Linked DNA regions of Gossypium hirsutum: region 2 is linked to region 1. Evidence: chromatin contacts called from public Hi-C data. All regions are on one chromosome and are shown on one strand. Each heading gives the region's core, a stretch centred on a gene start, on an enhancer-like site or on the middle of the called end of the contact. The rest is flanking DNA. Distances are from core to core; before and after follow the strand shown. Region 1 holds the start of LOC107961924 (cysteine proteinase inhibitor 1). Region 2 holds the start of LOC107962069 (ras-related protein RABA5a-like).

What was found. Hi-C and Micro-C count contacts between places; a contact is called where the count stands out from the background.
Region 2: a Hi-C map of leaf shows a contact between it and region 1, with 2.2 times the contacts expected there. The contact joins the promoter of LOC107962069 here to the promoter of LOC107961924 in region 1. A contact is called at or near these places in 3 of 34 Hi-C or Micro-C datasets (all in leaf).

What each region holds. Positions count from the first base shown.
Region 1 is chrA06:118,503,362-118,508,436 of Gossypium_hirsutum_v2.1, forward strand. LOC107961924 (cysteine proteinase inhibitor 1) reads left to right here and starts at 2,248. Exons shown (of 1, transcript XM_016898097.2): 1 at 2,248-2,815. The coding sequence starts at 2,347. The coding sequence ends at 2,706.
Region 2 is chrA06:118,772,858-118,778,522 of Gossypium_hirsutum_v2.1, forward strand. It overlaps LOC107962069 (ras-related protein RABA5a-like), which reads left to right and starts at 3,776. Exons shown (of 5, transcript NM_001327721.1): 1 at 3,776-3,821; 2 at 5,126-5,188.

The DNA.
Region 1 (5,075 bases), core at 998-3,497:
AAAAGAAGTGAAACAAAGGAGAAAATGGTTTGTCCCAAACGAAGAGCCAAGCTAACGCTAGTTCCCAATGCCCCTGGCACTGGCTCCATCATCTTTCAAGTCAGCTTATCTCTCCGTTTCTTCATCTTTAAATTCCCCAAAAAGAAAGAAGAAAACAGAGTTCTAAAGAAAGTGAAAGAAGTGGTATCCGAAATTTTGAAAAATTATGCTTGCAAAAATGGTTCTACCTTTGGGTTTTGTTTCTATGATGAAGAATTTGGAAGAGAGAAAGAAGAAAAGGAAGATAATGTTTTGTTACCAAATATCTATGGACTTGATTGAATAAAAAATGAACAGACAGGGGAATGGCCTGTTCTCTCTCACAATGCTTTGTTTTTGTTAATGCCATAAAGGAAGAATGCTAAATGTTGCAGCAAGCAGCTAGCCTACGGGATGAAAGATAGAATGCCACTAGATCAATGATGAAAGTAGCTATGGTTTAGTGATAGTGTCCGTGGAGAGGTGAAAGAGTTGCTTTGGTTTAAGTCAGGAAAGAATCTAACTAAGAAACAAAGACTCTATGTTTCATAGAGATAGAGGCACACTATATAAGAGTAGAAAATCAAAGAAAAAAAACAAATCTACGGTAATAAAAGAGCAAGCATAAACTAAATTATGCAAAACCCAGAAACAAATAGATTTTAAATAAAGCATAAAAGAAGAAGAAAAAGATTCTTCAACAGACTGATGCAAAATCCAAACAGATGCAAAATCCAAGTACATTCTTTAACAAAAGAAAAAAAAAAGGAAGAAGAAGATTTAAGTGAGAGAGGTGACAAATTGAATGAAATGCAGAGTAAATCATAAAAAAGTTACCTTGAGCTTTGTTTCAGGAAGGGAACTGGTCTAATTGGATGAAGAAGGAGACGGATGGAATGAGGAGGAAAGATGGAAAATGTTTTACAGAAATAAAATCGGTAAAACATTTTCCCCAAAATTCATTCTCATTTTCCCATGTTTCTGAAAATGTTTTACCAATGTAAGTGATTTTCAAGCAAAACAAACACTGGAAAACCTAGTAAACAAACGAACCCTAAGTTAAAACATTTTCATTTGCACAAAAAAATAAAAATAAAATCAAGCACTATCAGCTCACCTAATTTTTCATTTTGGGCCAGCCGTCGACCACTTTCACATTTTTCTTCCGAGGGGTGCTAAGTGGGCTACAACCACCATTCTCACAATCAACCCACTCCACCCAATCAAGTGAATAAGAAAATTCGAAATTTTATAAATTCATTGAATATTGAAATGTTTTGGCTTAAAAAGTTAGTCTTTTTCATTATATTTTTTTATTTAAAATTTATATTTAAAATAGTAAAAATAAATAAATGTTTTTTATAAAGATATTGTTTAAAAAATATCATATAAAAGTTAATAATTGTTATTTATTTTATTTGAAAAATTATGCGTTTTAAAGAATTATTTATGAAATTTTTTTTTAGAATTTTATCAAATAATATACAAAGTATGAATATAAAAAATTGAAAACCATCTCGAATTATGATAAATAATTTAAAATTTTTAAAAATATAACTGAATTGGATCGGACTGACTGATGTCTCCTTTTCCTACCATTTTCTTTCTCATTCAAGAAAATAATTGTATAAAATAAAGACGTTATGTTATCTATATATATATTTCAATAGTTTTACATGACATTAATATTTTCATCTTAAATTTTAACATTTTCATCTTAAAAAAATCAAATCTAGTTGAAAATTATAAAATTAAAAATTAAAAATTATTGATGTAAGATAAAATTATTAAAAGATGTAATATTTGTGTTTGAGACAAATAATTTTTTTTTATACATATAAGCTTATTTCCTCAAAATACGAATTTCCAAACTATTGACTGACATGAAATCTGTTAACAATTATATTAGTACTGTCGTTAATTTTTAACGGTGAATATAAATTATCAATTGAATGCAAAAAATTGAAAATGATTGATTTTATTAAAATTCTTATAAAATAAATACAGTTACTAAAAACCTCCACACAACTCACAGCTGGTCTCCACCCTCCAATCATACTAACCTAACGGCCCGCTTTCGTGATCCCCGTTTTGGGCTTCGGCGCGTTTCGTAGTAACGTAACGACGTGTCTCCATCGTAATTTCAATCAACTTCAAGGGGCAAATCCTCTTAAAATTAAAAACCGTGTGCCACGTAACTTACGATTTACGTTTATTAATGTTTATCTATAAATAATCTAATTTCATTCCAAATTCAAATCCAGAGGCTACAGCTCTACAGCACAACAAAAAAGGCAACTAGACTTGAGAAAGAAAAACAGTCTCAAAATGCAGCAGAAGTCAGGCTTCCTGATCCTCTTGCTCTCCCTCATTTTCCTTCCTCTCATCTTCTCCGACGCCAGAAAGGAGGCTCCCCTCGGAGGATGGAGTCCGATCAAAGACACCAAGGACCCACACGTGATAAAGATCGCGGAATTCGCCGTCGAGGAGTATAACAAGCAGTCAAATGGGAGTTTAAAGTTGGTTAAGGTGGTGAAAGGCGAGACCCAGGTGGTGGCCGGGACAAACTACCGGTTGATTTTGCAGGCGAAGGAAGGGACCTTCGATAACACGTATAAGGCTGTGGTGTGGGAGAAGTTGTGGCTGAATTTCAGGAATCTCACCTCCTTTAACCTCGTCAAGGGTTAGATTTGATTATAATGTAATTTATGTTCATATATGTTATCCTTGTCCTTTTCTATTACTTAACAGAGTGGAGAATAAAATCTTAATAATACATAATTATGTGAGTTTGAGATGTTTCGGTTTCAAAATTTGAGATTAATAATTTTCACTCTTTTCTTTCTTCATTTCTCATCTACCAGAAAAAAAAATCTATTTATTCATTTTAAAAATAAAAATAGGCATAAAACTAAACAAAAATCAATTGAATTTTGCAAAACAGTTTTATATATAAGAGATGCAAGAATGGATCAGATGTGGCATCAATGTTAGCTGAAGCTAAAACACGAGTTCGTTGAACAATTTTGCAAAACGATTTGATAAATTTCTTAATCCATTTATAAATCTCAAATTTATGCTTAGATTGCTGTAATAATGATGATATCCATTTACCTAACTACCGTATATAAACTTTTTTTATATAATCCCTAAAAACATGTGATCAACTCTAAATTCACTTCTTCTTTTTTTTCTTGATATCTTCTTATACTTACAATAAAAATTAAATTAATAATTTTAAAATAAAATTTAAAATTACCGTGACGAAATTTACCATAATGATCATAAAGTTGGAATTTTTTTTTAAACAATTTCGTTATGTATTTTAAATTTACTTTTTTTTTAATAAAATGTCTAAAGTTATTAATAGTTCTTTCAATTTATGGATTTAAATCCAACCAATTACATAATACAACTGTTTTTTTTTTCTTTTTAAAAGTAAACAAACGGTGAAATACGTGTTTTTTTTCCTTAAAAAAAGGAAATAATCAAAGTATACGTTTCGCTTTGCAAGGACAGAGAGATTATTTATTTCACTTAAATTAATGATTTTATTTTCTTTCAATATAATTTTGAATGTCATCCTTCTCGATCAACATTTTTAAAATTTAAAATTTTAATTATCCATCTAATAATAAATTTAATTTTTTGATATTTACATATTCTATCAATTTAATATTAAATTTAAAAAATTAATAAATTTAACTCTCACTGTTTATAAAATTTATGGTTTAATTGTAATTCTTTAAAAAAAATCAATAAATTTAGTATGAATATTTATAAAATTTATCAATTTAATTCTATTCTAAAATTTTTAAAAATAAAAAAATATTAGAAATGTTTGGATAAAAAAATATAAAAATTATTTAAAAAATAGAACAAACAAGGAATTCTACAATTAAAATAGAATCAAGATCAATAAGATTTCGGCCTAGTTTAGTATTACTTGTCAAAGTATTTTTTCAAAAAACATTTTTGAGGGAGAAGGTTAAAATTTTCTATTTTGTTTTTGACTAAAAAGATTTTTTTTTTATTTCAAAAGTATTTTTAAAATGCTTAGCAATATTTTTATTTCAAAAATATTTTTTTAAATGCTTCTTAAAAATAATGCTAAATTCAACCTTGCTAGCCCTCCTTGCATTTAGAGATAGAATTTGAAGCTTTTCTTCTTTTATATAGGTAGAGGTGGTTTTCAAGTGGCAATCTAAGTGCTCGCTTTCGTTCTCACTGTGAAGTTACAAGAACTGTTTGAACCACAAGTAGTTTCAAGAACATACTGAGAGTAACATAGTAAGAACTAGAACAGACCTAATCCAAATCTAATTTCTTAAGCACTTTCGCCCTTGCCCTTTTCTCTTCCTCCTCCTCGGCTTTTCACAAGGTTGATAAAATTATGCATTCAGAAGTTGATGGTGGATGGTGTCATTGTTTTATGTAAACCTTTGCCTGCTCGAATGCTTTCCAGCAAAAAGGTGAGCCATGTAGGTGAACTAACTAAAATACCAAGAAGAAGGCAATGGTTTAATCGAAAAAATAAGGAAGGATTTTTTTATATATTTTTTATCCAAAAATGAAAATTTTAAATATTTTTTTTCTTTTTTAAAACTTTTAGAATTAGAATTAAGTTGAAAAATTTTGTAAATGTTCAAGATAAATTTATTGAATTTTTAGAATTAGAATTAAATGACAATTTTTGTACATATTGAGGGCTAAATTTATTTAATTTTTAGATTTAAGATCAAATTGATCAAATGTGTAAACACTCGAGGGCTAAACTTATTATCAAGCCAATAAAAAAATCCCACGTTAGCTTTCGGTTAAGTATTGAATTGTAGGTGACTAAAATTTTCTGGTGCTACATCATAGGCATATTGGGAACGTAAATAAATGTAACCATATACATATAAAATAACAACAATGGAATGTCAATCCTCAAGCTTTATTTGTAAAGTCTCTATTCCTTGGTAATTGAAGCCCAAAGATTTATGAACTAGTGTTATGGGGCTAGATCTTTCGTCTCGCGATCTGTGCGGCCTTAGGCGATCCGTTCGGCCTTA
Region 2 (5,665 bases), core at 2,526-5,025, 270 kb after region 1:
CAGTACATCTTGCTTGAAGCGTTTTTTACACTATTTGTTCAGAAACATCTTCTCAAAATTACTTTTTCAGAAACTATTGTAGAAAAAAAGCGTCCACATGGGAGCTTTTTTCAGTACTTTTGCTGACAGTGCATCCTGCTTAAAGTTTTTTTGACACTATTTGTTTAGAAACATCTTCTCAAAATTATTTTTTCAAAAACTACTGTAGAAAAAGAACGTCCACGTGGGAGCTTTTTTCAGTACTTTTGCTGATAGTGCATCTTCCTTAAAGCGTTTTTGACACTATTTGTTTAGAAACATTTTCTCAAAATTATTTTTTTAGATACGTCTTCTCTAATTTATTTTTTCAGAAACTACTTTTTTTATTGCTAATATATTTTTCCATAACCCCTAAACAAAAAATTATTTAAAAAAATTAATTCATAATTTAATTAATTAACCCTAAAACCTAATCTAATTTATTTTTAAATTAATAATTAATTTAATTAAGTAACCCAAAACCCTTATTTATTTGATTTTTTCTTAAAAATCCTAAACCCTAAAATTCTAACCCTAAATGCAAAAAAATCCTAATCTTAAAAAAAGGGCAAAACGCGTTCTTCGGAGAGTGTTTTGCTGACATGTCACCTGACATCGTGCAGACATGGACGTGCTTTCGAGAAATTCGACACTTTCGAGTAAATAATTAAAAAATTTGGCCTATTTCCATAAATATTAAAAAAAAGCTTTTTCTTATAAATTGCCCATTTATTTAGCTTATTTAATAATATTCTGAAAGTCATGCTTTGTCATCGTTGCTCTTTAAAATAAGTCTTTCCATTGGATGGATAACCTCCATTAAAATAGGCTACACAAATATGTCATAATTTATTTAAGGCAAAAAGAATTTTTTACAGAGTCTCACACATAAAGAAAATATTCACATGATGCTCTCCACAAACATTGGAAATCTTTCGCACTCATTCATCAAAAGGAAGAACTATTGTTATATCCACACAAAAAATGACCAAGACCTAAATGAGATCCAAGAAAGCAGAATGCTTACATGAGCTCACGCTCTTTAACATCCAAGAGCTTATTTGCCAGCGTCATAAATCCATATGCGGCAAAATGGGATTCTCTCCATATAACAAGAGCAGCTTTTACCTTGAAGTCTGAGCTACAAAGCTTCCCTATCAAATAAGAGATGTCACGTCAATCAATCATAGTAATAATTACATTGACTTTACCTTAGGTATGACCTCTCATTGCTACTCAATTTCGTTAATACCATTTTCTATCAACCTTTCCCTTTTACTAAAACATTGATTAAGGGTTGTTTAGTATTACTTATGGCTAGAAAAATACTTTTGAATAAAAAGTTATGCTAAATAAGTTTTTTTTTTAAATTTTTAGTTTTTAAAAAGGAGAAATTAAAATTTTTAACTTTTTTAGTTTTAAAAGTACTTTTGATACTTAATTACTTTTTCATCACTCCAGCAACATAGTATTTCTTTTTTTAAAAAAAGTTATTAATTAAAAATAAAAAAATATTTTTTTAAATAATACAAATGTGTTAATATCTAATTACAAATATTTAATGTCATATTTAAATATTTAAAATATAGTTTATATATTCTAATTAAATTTTATAAATAATTAATGTTTATTGCTTAAAAATATTTAAAATTTATATTTTACATATTAAAAAATTAACAATAAGTTATAATAAATTATTTTTTATATTCTTACTAAAATATAATAATATTAACTAATTTAAATATTATTTAAATATATATTTATTACTTGATAATATCATATTTAAAATAGACATTTTAACAATAATACTAAACACTCAAATCTTAAACTAAACTTGTGAAAAGTACTTCTTAAAAGTACTTTTTCATAACACCTTTTAAAAATACTTTTTAAAAATATTGCTACTAACCCTTAGTATCAGAAATTGTCTCAAACCACAATTTCCGACCCCTCTTAGTATCCTTTGTCTTGTAGATCACCCTATCAAACAACTCTATCCATTTAACAACCCAACTTGCTACATAAAGACATCACCAAACAACAAATAAGATTATAAGTGACAGGTTTCTTGAATATAATCCATATTTCTACGATAAAGTTTGAAACATGACTACCCACGGAAACAAGAATGGACATAATTATGTGGTCGAAATTGAGGTAACTGTAACTTAAGATCAACAAAATGTAGCTATTCGGAATAGGAAACAACAAAGTCTTTCCTCATTTCATGGCAACCAGAACCAGTATTCATCTTATATTAAGCTTTTAACTCAATATCTAATTAAACCAGTAATCTTGCTAGATTTGATTTTTTTTATTAATATGTAAGCATAAACCGAAAGGCCCAAGCCTTTCACAGAATTACATGATCAAAAGATCAGTGCAGTAGGCAGAAGTGTAAAGTTGAGAGTTTGCTTGGAACATTTTTATATTAGACAAAGGCCCAGTAGAACCAAGATTGACAGAATTGTGCTAGCTCAGGGCACCTAAAGTGTTGGTATCCTAGGTAATATCTTATCAAACTGTCGGCAACCTATTTACCAAGTGCGTGTGATCAAGCACGCTCTCAACTTTTGATCTTGCCCCTTCATTTTCAATTTTAGGGAGAAATTTATGACCATCTATTTTATTTACCCTCATATCTGTCACCGAATCAAACAATGTCTACTCTTGTTTTGTCGGCATATAGTTAAAATGTGCTACAGTACATACAGATAGAATATGATTATTCCAGTTGATTGAGTACTCATTAACGTTTTAGCAAAGAATTAAAGAATTAAAGTTCGAGTCTTGTTATCAATCTCATTTGATGTCTGATCCATGAGTACCAAAAAACAATGAATGCAATAGATGAAATAAATCCTTTGGCACAGATTTTGGTGTACAAAAGTCAAAACCATGGAAGGTGGTCCAGTTAGTTTTGGAGAGCCAAAACATTACATTTAACCACAAGGAAGAAGCCAAGGTTTTCACCTTAGCTGCTACAGCAGCAGCAGTAGCTGTAAGTTCGTGCACCTAGGCAAAATGAAAGGTGGTAATGGGGTATGGGAGGTGGGTCCTTCTTTCTGCATCACCAAACTGCAATGCCGCCGAAACCATCTACTGAACAAGGTTGGCAATGTCAACTGCATTTTATGACAAAACCAAACAAAGCTTAAGCTTTTGTGTAGATAAGGCACCTGCAAAATGATAAATGTTGGCTAAATATTAGCTATGCTCTAGTCTTCCATGGCCCCTACCATTTAAGAACATGGTCAGTCAGCAATATAAGTCCATATCATAATCTGGCTTTTTTTGTGGGAAGTTCAAAACCAACATACATTCCTCTTTCCATCACTATTAGTAGTACTGGAGGGACATCCTTCCCTAATCTTTAGCCTATGTGCTCAAACATTCCTGCTTCATTTCAACTATAGTTTTCTGCATATGGTTCCTCCACAACTAGAGTTTTCAACTTTCATACGCATTGAAAACCAATTCTTTGAGCAAGATACGGAAAGTTTTTTATCTATGATGAAGTCCAAGGGGAATATAAGGCCCAAAAAAATAAGCCCAGGAAATTAAGGGGTGGCTAAACCAGTAACCAGAGTAAATGCAAATCTGGGGTTGTCTTGTCTCTGCACTCGGCTCCCTCACCTCCTTGGAAAAGCCTAACCCTTAAATCCTTTGAATTTGTATCTCTAAGCCATTGACATTATCATATAATCAGATCCATTGTTAACTCTTTTATTTGATCGTAATTCCTGGTAGAGAAAAAAAAAAAGAAGGGTGAGGGGAGCCTCCTGAAATTCTTCTTATAGCTGGTGAGTGTAAACAAACACGATCTCTTTTTCTTTAGATTTTTAAGTCCCTTTTTTTGTATTAATATTTGATGAGATTTACGAATTGGGTTTTGTATTTTGCTTGTTTCTAGATCATTTCTCAATCACATTTTTGTTCTTTTTTCTTACTAACTTTTACTTTGTATGTTTTTGCTAATCTCTGTTTTGTCAATACCTTGCTTAAATTCATGGTTTTTAAGATTTGATCATATCAAAATCGATTTTTTCTGCTCTAATTCATTTGGATATTCTAGACTTAGTTATAATGGTTCGGTGCTTTTAAGGTTTTTTTTTTCTTCTTTTATGGAAAGAGTTAACTGGCTGTTCCATATATGAACTTGGTTCTAGCCTTTTAGTCAATTGCAAAATATAAAACAAAAGGGCAGTTTGCTTGGTGATTTAGTTTCTACCGGTGTCTCTTTGATGCAAAACTGAGTCTAGTATGCTATAATTTGATCTCTCTTTGCAAGATGCAGATGCTCTACTTTATGATCAAGAGCATATATATTTTTTTCTTTGAATGTTGAAATTGATTTACTTGGATCTATAGCTTATTTCCTGGTCAAAGTTCTCTAGTTCATACAATCAGAGTTTCTGTGTTTCAGTGAATTTTTATGAGCTGTTGACATAGCAGTAAAATTTTTCAATCCTTAAATTTAACTCTTTAAATGACTCCTATTGGAAAATATATGAAACCTTTTAAAGACTGAGTTTTTCAGCATCTCTAATGATTAAAACAAAGAATAAGACAAAAAGTAACTTTTTAAAAGAATTCTTACAGTTAGAAGTGAAAGCACAAGGGCTTGTTTATATATGAAGTTCTATATTGTTTCTGTACCATGGTCCAGTGGTAATATTCAAAAGATTGAACTATCACATGTTATCTTATAAGGTCTAGTGCATAGTTGATGCATATTATTATACAATCAAGCATCTTATATTGCCCTTGCAGATGATTTATTGCTTATGATTGATTTCATATATAATTGTTGTTCAAAAGATCTTATCAATTATCAGTTCTTTGCTACCAAATTTGGCCTTTAGTTTTTTGTTATCTAATGACACTTATATCTGTTAACTTTTAAAGTTTATACAAAAATGATGTGATGTTTTACTGGTTAAGGGCAAGGACTAAACATAGGATTAGGAATCTTAGGTGGGCTATTAATCTGTCACGGTTGTTGGGTGAGTTGTTTTTTTATTTCCAATCGATTATTTGGATATTTCACTTGAATGATCTGGCATTTATCATATGTCCTTATTTTGAGCTTCTAAAATCTAAGCAGTAGAAGGAGCTTAAGTGGGATTTCAGGTGCGAGGCAAGGTGTTAGCAAGTTGGAGAGATCAAGGTACTGTTCCTTGCCTTCTAAGGAACTATATAATTAAAAGACTTTAATGAGTTGCATATTACTTGTTTCACTTAATTGTTTACTTTTCAAATTCTGATAAATATTTTACTTATCTTGAATATTTTAGCCGGAGACAGACATTTGTTTTACCCTGTACTGTAACGATTAGTACTTTGGTTGGTTTTACATGAGGGCCCTCGTCTTGTTCCTGCAGGAACCGTAACGTACATATTCACTAGGAAGGTCATTAGTACTACACGCGTAGGGTGCTCAGGATAGATTTGTCTATGTTGCAGGAGGGTGAAAGTGGAGTAGAGTTTATTCCTTTTTTATTCAATTGACCTAATATTTGCTTCACAAGAAAGGTATTTTCATGTAAGCAATTGCTGAATGACACATTTGTACTCTTTATTCCTATTTTAGCTTCCTTTTTCAGCTTGCCTTTATTCTTTTCTTCGGTAAACCCATTTCTGTTCT